2 separate regions of the Oryctolagus cuniculus genome follow, and region 2 is linked to region 1. The links are chromatin contacts, called in public Micro-C maps. All regions are on one chromosome and are shown on one strand. The core of a region is the stretch at or near the end of the contact, and the rest is flanking DNA. Distances in the headings are between cores, read along the strand shown.

Region 1 (5,238 bases), core at 1,401-3,900:
CTAGTGTTTTAGAGAATGCATGGCCCTCTCTTCAACATCAAAAACATTCAGCAAGTACACTTTATTCATCGTGAGCATATGATTTAAAGAACTCTGATTCCCCGCTCCCAGAGTGTGGCAACTATTAAGCAAACTACGAGAGGAAAATTTATTTGACCAGGAAGCAAAAACAGAAACTACGGTAAATAAGGAGACAATGTAAGTACCCCACATATTCCAATTAGTGGATGCGAAATCAAATTATTTTGAAGTAGCCCTCTGTTTCAGTATGTTCTAAACGTGAACATTCTTGTCCGTGACTAAATATGGCTATTTTTTATAAATAAAAATGCGAGCTGATATGTATTACTTGTACTCTAATTTTGGCAAGTAAGAGTAAATGTAATACTGCTTCTTAATCAACTGAGAGAAAACACAAATCTGATTTAGAATATGTTCCTGAATCAAGTAGTAAGGACTATGGCATTGTTTCTTTTAAATATTAAAGCACACTACTATTCTCCAGTTGGATTTTTATGATCTCTGCAACAAAATGTCTATTTTTAATTATTTAAAATCTTTTCCCAATTTTCTGAGACTCTATAGCAAAATATTTTTAAAATAAAATTTAAAACCAAAAATCTATCCTAGTTAAAACTAGGATAGCTTTTTAAAAGACAAATTTTTTAAGGCAGATTTTTAAAAAATATATATTCACAATAATATGGAAAGACCAACTCAGCCAGTTCCTAATGACAAAATTCAGTGGATTCAGGGATTTGGAACACAGTTAAATATTGACGACTAGTTCCAAACACTTTGTCTTTCACGTAATAACTCAGCAAAGATGTTAGATAAAAAGGTCAATCAGAGGTTTTGGAGAACATTTTATGGCTGTAACTTTGGACATACTAACTCTTTCTTCCAGTAACAACATAACTTTTAGATTATGAAGATTAGATAATTCAAAAAGATTAAAAATTAATAATGGTCAGAAATAATATAAACTTTGTGAAGCATATGTTTAAGGTAGTACTCATGAAAATGCAACAACTTGAAATTATGCAAATTCTGCTTTTGTGTATTAAATCTCTAAGACCAGAACACAGAATTACAGCCAACAATCAACACTGTGGTTCAAATTTTCAGAGCATGTTTACTCAAAACTGCAGAGTAGCTGGAAAACCATTTTTATGCCCTCGGATAATTTTGGTATTTAAAAAAACTCACAACTTTTCCAGAATGTGCAGCAAGCAGAATACCGTGGCAAATATTACAATGAGGCCAATCTAGACTCTAAAGGCTTAGGCGCTTCTGAGTATCATTTAGCCACACAATAAATGTCTGCCTTTCACAGTGAAAATTTTCCAAAGCAGCCGAACAACTTTCATGGGTGGGGCAAGAGGCTGAGAAGGCACAGGATTCATTTTGGCTTGCTCCAGCGCTGGAACAATATTCAGCACCACACCCTCAATAAAGGCCTAACACAGCAAAGGCTACTGTCAAGTCAATCCATTTTGCTCTGTTGTCACAGTCCTCTAAGGAACCAAAATAAGGCGAAATAATAAAAGGAGCACAGAAGTTTGGCAGCGGCGGGGCTTGGGGGATTGGGGCACCTAAAAGAGAGGGAGGAAAATCATCAAGAAAACGTCTCAGTTGAAAGAGTCTCCATCCGACCTGAGATGGACGACTCTGTGACTTATCCACTGGTAGTTTACTGCTTTTACCTGCTCAGCCGTACGCGGCTGAGTTACCAGGACCACTTTCCCGAGCAAACCATTACTCAGCACCAAGGGGGCCGGAGGCGCCGTCTGCGGCCAGGGGAAGGGGCGCGGGGTCTTGGGGTGGGAAGAGGACCCTCAGCCCGAGCGCTCGGGGGACAGCGGCCCTCCCCCGCCCTCCCGACCCTCTCGGACCCACACCCCGGGCTCGGGTGCCCAGGGCAGCCGAGGAGCTGCAGGGCAGGCTCGGGCAGAGAAGCCCCGGGGACTCGGAAGCGGCCGTGGGGACCCGGCGCTGCCCTCCTCGGCGCCCCCCGCCCCGGCGCACGCCAACCTCCCACCTTCCAGCCCCTCTGCCCAACTTCAGCCCCGTGCCCTGCCCCCGGCCAGGGCTCGGCCGCCCTCGCCCCCACAGCGGGCCCGCCGCGCCTCCTCCAGACCCGCTTACCTTTCCATTCTTGGGGCTGCCGTTAAGGAACAGGGTCACCCGCCTCATCGCGCTGCCCCCGCCGGGTCCTGAGTGAGCCGCCACCCTCCCACCTTGTCCTCCTCCCACCTTCCTCTCCTCCCGCCCTTCCCCTCCCTCCACCCACTCGGGTTCTCCTCCCTTCGCCACCTTCCTTCTCTTGCGGACACACCACACACACAAGCACTCCGGGTCCCACACCCCGGGGTTGGCCGGTCCTCCTTCCCACCCCGCCCCTAGGCGCCTCAGCCTGCCTGGGGCCCTTCCCCCACAGCGCCGAGACGGACCGTGAGCTTCACCAATCAAACGCCGTCTCCGACCAGAACGCAACCAATGAGCGGCCCTGGATGGGTGGGTTCTGACCAACCCAACTCGGACGGAGGGAGGGAAGAAAAGCTGAAGGCGAGTAGACGGGAAGGGGACTCAGCCAATCAGAGACGAAGCTAGAGTCGAGCGGCGGCTCTAAGCATGACTGAGCAGGCGCACACCCAAATCTAGGTAGCGCTTATCTGCATAAGAAGGCGGGGTTTGAGGAAAAAGAGTGGCGCTCTAGAAGGGACCCAAACATCAGTAAGCACCGCCCCCTTCCACTACCCTTCCCACATTTCAAGCTAGCGAGGAAACGGCTGTTATCGGGATTGGCTAATTGGGTAAGAACCGGCCCGTCGTCCTGTGGGGATTGGTCAAATGATTCTTTTTAAAGTTTGCAGTATCCAATAGCAAGGTGGGAGGCGGAGTTGCAGCCTAACCGAAAGGTCCCTCCGCGGGGCTCTCACAGAAAGTAGTCCCCGTGGACACAGGTTGCCCGAAGGTGTCTGTCTATGAGTGCGTCGCCCGAGGCTCTAAGTGATTTCTCTCTGAGCCCGGCTAGCCGGTTCTTGGGGACGGCGAGAGAGGCTAGCGAGTCGGGGAGCACGCGGACACGTGCGGGAGGGGCAGCGGCGTAGAGATTCTCGATAACGCCGGCCGGAGGGGGCGGGCCCGGCGATTTGAATCTGGCCGCGGGCAGAAGGGTGGCGGGGCCGGCTGAGGGGTGCAGCAGTCGCCGCTGGCTTCGGGGCCCGGAACGCGCGGGGGCCAGAGTAGCTCTTGGGCTGCTGGCCAGTGCGGACACTTCCGGGTCGAGGCGCCGGGGTCGGAAAGTCACGGCCACCGCGACACTGGTCTGCTGCCGGGGACGCTGAGGTGGTGGACGAGAGGGGTCGGAGGTGTCCCGGTTCCGGTTTCGCTGGCGGCTCCGCGGATCTGGTTCTAAGCGTGCTGGACCTCTGCCCCTGGAGGTACTGGTTCTCCTCCGGCCTGCTGTGAGTCGCCTGCGGTGCTCTTTAAATTGCAGGTTCTGGGGAGGGGGCTCCGGTCCGGACGTGCAGGATTAGAATTTCTGGACACGTTCAAGACTGCCTCCCTAGTGGGGTGCCAGGTGATTCGGGTGTTCCCTGAGGTGGAAAATGCCGTGGCCCGTGGAACACTGACCTGCTTTGTTCTTCCTGAACAGCAGTTTCTTAACACTTTTTAATTGGAGCCCCCGAAGTACTCTCTTGATAATGTATTTGTAAGGCGGTGTAGATCGTATTAAAGTTCAGTCTGGATTAAATTCTTGATTGACGCACATTTAACTTAGTAATGGAGGTTTTTTTGTTTGTTTGTTTCCATTAGATGGAAACTGATTCGAAAGCCAAGGAGCACCTTGAAGCCAAGGAGTCTGCTCCTGCTAATGCTGGTAGGTGGAGAGCTGTTGCTTCTTTGTGAAAGGTAAAAGTTCAGATATTTCTGTTCCTAAAGATGCTTTGCTCCTGCAACATGGTGTTCGTTTCAGAAAATGCCGCCTTCGTGTGGGAAGCTGGGAAGTTTGGGACGCCCCAGAAGCATGTGGCAGAAGTGAGTCCTCATTTTTGCACCCCTGATGCTTCTAAGACACCTTTGGATTTTTCCACCGTAACTGTAGAGCAGCTGGGAATTACACCTGACAGCTTTGTGAGGAACTCTTCAGGTAAGAAACCTTATTCCCTTGCCAGGCTTTTCTTTTAAGATAACTTTAGTACAGGTCAGTTTTATTTGTCTGCACTGTCTGTTTTAGGGGTGTGAATTGTGCACACTTGCTTGTTCAGGGAGCCTCTGCACATGCATAGCTCGTCTCGCCTAGCAAGGGTAACAGAGTTCCAGGATATCCAGGGTGATCATGTCCCAGGTCAGGTCAGAGTTTGTGTTCCATGCCCATTCTGGAAAAGGATGTGTGTGGGAACCACTTTTTCATCTAACACTTCGAACTCAAAAGGGTGCATAATGTGTGTCATAATACGTTTTATGTTTATGTGTAGCAAGTAAGAGGACCTTGAAGAGCCTTTAAGATTCTATAATACTGAAAGATTGGAGTGTGCCCCCCTTCACAAACCATATTCAGAGTACCACCTCAGGGGCCAGGCTGTTTCAAGCCTTAGAAATGAAATCCACCTGTGAAGTCTGACTCAGATGAAGAAGTAAGAAATAGGGCAAAGGAATTGGATTAGAGAACAGCATTTAAAAATGGGGGAAAGCTGGGGACGTGAGAGTAAGGGCACCAGAACAGTTGATACATGACTGAGACGAGGCTGGAGTGGCACACTCTTCTGTATTTTCTCAAGAGTTCACTCTCAGACCTTTCAAAAGCTGGATTCATTTTTTTTTTTAAAAGATTTATTTGTTTATTTGAAAGGCAGAGTTACAGAGAGAAAGAGGCAGAGACAGAGAGAGGTCTTCTATCTGCTGGTTATTCCCCAGATGGCCTTAATGACCAGAGCTGAGCTGTTCCAAAGCCAGGAGCGTCCTCCAGGTGTCCCACGCAGGTGCAGGGGCCCAAGGACATGGGCCATCTTCTACTGCTTTCCCAGGCCACAGCAGAGAGCTGGATCGGAAGTGGAGCAGCTGGGACTTGATCTAGCACCCATGTGGGATGCCGGCACCACAGGAGGCGGCTTTACCTGCTATGCCACAGCGCCGGCCCTGGATTCATCTTTTGTGTTTAGACATAAGGCAAAAATTCAAGGTGGTGAACTAAAGGGCAGAAAGGTATCTAAGAGAATCAAGGTTGTCTTG
Region 2 (5,238 bases), core at 963-3,462, 270 kb before region 1:
ATACCAGAGCAGAACAGGAAAAAGGCAACTCTCCTTACCAGCTGTTCAAGCCCCAACCCTGGGAGCCATTTGTGACCCACATGTCTCTCACTTTAGGGTAACAGCCAAGACTGGAGGAGCCTGAAAGTCATACAGTGAGGGAAAGTTATACAATGAGGGAAGTAGGGCTCTTAAAAGAATGCAAGCAGTTCTTTGGGGGGCAAACTGCAAAAGTGCGGGCTGATAAAGCACTCTGAGGGGCCAGAGCCTTGTGGAAAATCCCCTTCTGCGCCCAGAGCCCTACTGTCAGCTCTGCTTTCAGTCTGTGGTAAGAATCAACCTCTCTTCGACCCCTGCTACCCCGCACCCAGCTGCCTGCATTTCTGGCCTGAACCACTCAAGTGGCCGTCTGGTCTTCCCGTGCCAGCAAGTTAAGCTCTGATCCTGGCTAGTTACAACCCTCCAAACACCCCTCACCCCAGTAGTAAATGAAGTCCTTAAGCCTGTCATGGCCTAATCAGCTGGCCACCCTGAGCCTCTTGGGTCAACTTTCATCTCACCCCTCACTGCCAGGGATTCCTGGCTGGTTTGGAAACCTGCCCAGCATGCTTGCTGGCCTTTGCACTGGCTGTTCCTGCCGCCCCGATAACCTGCCCTGGGATCCTGTCTCTCCTGCCCAGCAGCACTCCACACACCTCACCCTCCCTGCTTTGGATTTGTCTCTGCAGGCACTCCAGTTCACTGCCTTTGCTGGCCCCTCTCCACTGCAAGCTCCTTAGTGCAGTGCCCCTTCTCAGAGCAGGTCTGACACGTAGCAGGCAGTTAATGTGTATTTGTCGAAAAGCAACTACCTACCCTAGAAAATCAGGATCTCATTATTTATTGATAGAGAAAGAGCAATTATTCTCAAGTAGGAAGTGGCATTGCTCCTGGTATCAAATCTACTGTGACAGAGGAATTTCTTAAATCGTCATCACATGTGAATAAACACCTATTAGTCGGTGGGAGGAAAGGATGTACTCATGAACAGGACTTTTAATTAATTGTTAATTGATTAATTACATTTTTGGCCTGGCTTTGCACAAAAGTCACTGACATTAAAATGCATTAATGCTCCAACCAAGCTGTACTATCATTACCGCATGTTTAGCTTCCCTTCTTTTCGGGTCCCAAATAGGCATGAAACTTCCTCAGAGAGGCATTTGCTCAGACGGTGTGCGCAATTAAGCTGGTCATTTACCCTGAGCGATTTTCCTCCAAGCGTGAGGCAGCCAGGGTCCCCGCACGCCTACGCCTCACCTCCCACTTCCCTGCCCAGGTCTCTCCCATGGGACACGAGGCCCCAGGAGGGACCCAGGGCATCTCACGGGCGCCCCGCTTAGCAGGAGCAAAGTCAGGCCTCTGCCGGGTCCCCTTCTCCGCTGGGATGCTCTCGGAAAGGAAGGTCCTGGAGTGGACTTTGCCACTTTGAACTTCAGAGCCTGGATTTCTTCGGGGTCCCCTTGGACACAGGACTTCCAATTAGAGCTTGCTCAGCCATCTGCCCGCAGAGGCGCCCCCAGGAAGCGATCTGATACTCCTGAGGAGCCAGTCGCCCTCGCTCCAGTTCCCTATTTAGCAGAGGTGCACGTTCTGCTTTTCTGGCGAAAAAGCCGTGGCCCCAGGAGGTCTCGTTTGCTCTGGAGCGCGCCTTCCGGCTTTCGCAGTGCGGGCTGAAACTCCAGGGGGTGAACACACTAGTCGACTGCTCATTCATTCTACAAATATTTACGGAGCGTCCGCTGGGTGCCAGGCACTGGTGGTGCCCGGGAGAAGAGAAGCCACCCTTACCAATTCCTTCTCCCCACCGCGCCGCGCGTAGTGGGAGCGCAGCCCGCACTCTGCACTCACCGCCGCCCCGCTGTGCCCGGCGCCTCCAGCGCAGCCCTCGGGGCACTGGCGGCGGGACACTGGCCCCGCGGGATCCAGCCTCCAGGGTTTAATACCGGTGGGAAAGGCGGGGAGAGAAGCAAACCGCAGAAAGGGAAGAGCCAGACCTCAGTCTGCCCTGGGAAGCTGCTCCCGGGAAGCGCGCAAGGCGGAGCCGCAGCCCGCCCCGGCAGAGAGAGAGAGAGAGAGGCCGGGCTGCCGGCGCTCCCGGCTCTGAGGCGGCCCCGGCGGCGGGCGGAGGGCGCGGCCGGCGGGAGGGGCCGGGGCGGTGCCAGGAGGGGCGCGCACGGCGGCGCGGCCACCGGCCCAGCAGGTGACCGCCGGCGCGGCCCGGGCCGGGGTGAGGCGGGTGCCTGCTCTAGCTGCGCGGCGCGGAGAGCGGCCGGAGGAGTCGGGGCGAAGTTTGCCAGAACATGGCGGAAGAGCCCGGGGCGCGCAGGAGAGCGACGCGGCGGCCAACGGCGTCCGAGGAGCTGTAGCCCACGCCTCAGCAGCAGCAGCAGCAGTCGCCGCCGCCGCAGGGCGAGGTCGCCGCCATGGCCCGCTGGATCCCGACCAAGAGGCAGAAGTACGGGGTTGGTGAGTGCTCGCCCCACCCCGCCCCGACCCAGCCGCTGCGAAGTTCGCGGGCAGCGGCCCTGCCAAGCTTGCGCAGAGTGGGGCGGCGGACGCCCGGCTACCGGTGCGCGCGCTGCTCCGGGGCGCGGGTCTCGCCTCCTGCTGCCCTCGCTGTGCAGCCAGGGCTTAGCTCCAGCTGCCTAGGCTCTGGGAGCCGGAGGAGGTCGGAGCCCTCTCCCGGGAGTGCCGCGGGGGAAGTCACCCGGAGTTTGGGGAATCCGAGTGGCTAAAAGTGTAGCTGGGCTTCGGGACTTTACTCCGGCTCCCGAACCCCAAAGCCGGAGCGCAGAGCAGGGGCGTCCAAAGGAGGGGGGGCGCTTGTTGCTCACTGGGGTCCCCGACTGTGTTTCTTGGCCCCTGCGCCCCCATTCGTGGAGCCAGTTCAGATCTGCAGCTGGGAACTTTGCCCATTGCCCCGGTGCTTTCTGGCTCCCGTCTTCCGAGGTTTTCTGAAGTCCCAAAGTGAAGGGCTGCGGGTAGAAAGCCGCCCTCCCGCCTTCTCCTAGGGCCTGGGGAGGGTGTCTTGATGTCAGTTGTAAATGGGGAGCTAACGCGGTGTGGAGGTGATGGAGAGACAGGAAGTGTGTGGCGCGCGCTGCGGTGGCCGGCCCCTGGGGCTGTGGGTGCGGAGCCGGTCGGTCCACTAACGGAGCGTTTCTGGAGAGGGTGCGGGTCTTCCTTGCCAACGCTGAGTGCTATCTGGGTTAACATGAGGACATTTGACCAAGTAGTCCGTGGCAGGTCGCGTGCTGGGCACTTGCATGCCCAACAGCGGTGCGGGAGCGCTCGGGTGATTGCCGAGGGGTTGCTGGTGTAGCTCTGGACCCGACGCAAGGGATGGGCGGGGGTTGGACCAGGTGAGGAGCCGCGCTCTTTCACTTTGTATATCCCGCAGGGGCCTGGGGAAGTCTCGTGGGAAGACCTCTGCCGTGAGCCAGAGCTTTTGCAAAGGCGGTTAGGACTTCGGGGGAGTCTCCCGTTATAAACAGCCGTGCGTGCTGTTTTATCGCTTCCGCTCAGGCTCATTCATTTGGCGTGCGCGTCATTTCATCTTTACTCCCTTCCGCACCCCTGTTGTTCTGCACCTCCTGGTTCCTGGGGCTGGGTCCCTGCACCTGTCGGTCAGTTTCAGGGACCCTTAACACCCGTAGGTGCTTTTCAACTTTGTAGCCAGGAGCCCGATGTTGATTTTTTAACCCTCTCTTATTTGCTGCATTTTTCTTAGATTGTGGTCCGTATGTATTATTAGTATAGGTTTTTGTTATATAGTATTCTTTGTTTTCTGTCTCCGAAAACTTTTTTTTTTGCGCTGAAGTTACTTTTAGAATTTTTGCTGCTTTGCAGGCACAACTCAGAATGGGGGGTGATGTCTCCTGCCTTCCTCCAGATCACCAGGTCATGATCTAGTTATGAGGCTTCAGACTCAGACCCATAAAGAGGTACCAGCTAGGAAGGAACCAGTAGTCATGAAAGTGAAAAGCTCTAAAATAGATGCAATCGTTGGTTTATTTTTGAGTATTACTGACTACTCACCACTAAATGAAAGCATATTTAGCAATGCCTACTCACTAACTGCTAACTATAAAAAAGTTATCGATTCTCATTTTAACAGAATTAAAAGCTGTTTCCAAAGATACTGTCACTTGGGTGATTAATACAAACATGCTCTAAGAATGTGCCTTTTATGTGCATAGTCACTGGAGCAAGTATGATATGTCTTCTTTTTAATTTTTTTCCTGTTCTGGAATCAGTTTACTGTGCTGCTTGTCACCAGTCAAGAAAATATTCACCTTGCATTTCTAGAGCTCAGGTGCTAGCAGAATTGTCCCCCAGGATATAATTTGGGACACTTACTTCACTAGACATGATAGATTCTTTTGGGGATGGATTTGACACAGTTAGCACACATTAACTGAAGGGAAGGTCCATTGTTTGAAAATGCACTGTTGTTCCTGTCACCTTCCTGGGGGCCCACAGGAAAAAGTCAGATGCAAGCCAGCTTACGGTGCTCCTACAGACTGGTTCCCCCTATCTTCACCAACACTATCTCCCAGGTCTTCTGTCTTTAACTGTCCAGTATGAACATCCCGCCCATCTGGCTCTTGTGCAATAAACTACGGAGAGTCCCTCCTTTGGGACTTTGCCCCCATTGTGTTTGTCCCCTATCCAGAGTGCCCTCCAACCCTGCAGTGGACAATGTGGCCTTTCCCTCAGGGTTCAAATCCCCTCCCACTGCTCCTTCAGATTCCCTATTTGCCAGCTCTTCCCAAACCTTCCCCCACTTCCTCGCCTTTCCTGCACTGTACCTTCCCTTGTTTTGCTACTTAGTCTCTTATCCCTGGGTTCAATGAATTAGAAGGTTGTGTATGGTTTTGTATTCCCATCCCTCAAGAAGGATACAAGTCTATGCAGTAGTCCGGTTGTGCGTTCTGTGGTTTCGCTTCCCTCGGGCCCCCATAGTCTGAACATATGAAATGGGAAAGAGAGAGAGGGATACCACATTCACATAACTTTTATTTCAGTGTATCATTATGATTGCTGTATCTTATTATTGTTGTTAATCCATTGCTGTGCCTAATTTATAAATTAAACTTTTATCGTTGTATGAATAGGAAAAAGCATGGTGTATGCTCACATGGGGTTCAGTACTCTTCATGGCTTTAGGCACCTACTGTGGATGTTGGCACATATTGCCCATGGATGGGGGGGATG

The links. Hi-C and Micro-C count contacts between places; a contact is called where the count stands out from the background.
Region 2: a contact with region 1 is called in a Micro-C map of ear pinna, with 4 times the contacts expected there. The contact joins the promoter of DOCK5 here to the promoter of CDCA2 in region 1. A contact is called at or near these places in 2 of 6 Hi-C or Micro-C datasets (ear pinna and an unstated tissue).

The regions. Positions count from the first base shown.
Region 1 is chr2:48,732,284-48,737,521 of mOryCun1.1, reverse strand. CDCA2 (cell division cycle associated 2) reads left to right here and starts at 2,650. Exons shown (of 15, transcript XM_008249409.4): 1 at 2,650-2,816; 2 at 3,823-3,886; 3 at 3,983-4,156. The coding sequence starts at 3,823. KCTD9 (potassium channel tetramerization domain containing 9) reads right to left here and starts at 2,432. Exons shown (of 12, transcript XM_002709462.5): 1 at 2,149-2,432. The coding sequence starts at 2,196.
Region 2 is chr2:48,998,377-49,003,614 of mOryCun1.1, reverse strand. DOCK5 (dedicator of cytokinesis 5) reads left to right here and starts at 2,212. Exons shown (of 52, transcript XM_017338016.3): 1 at 2,212-2,487. The coding sequence starts at 2,445.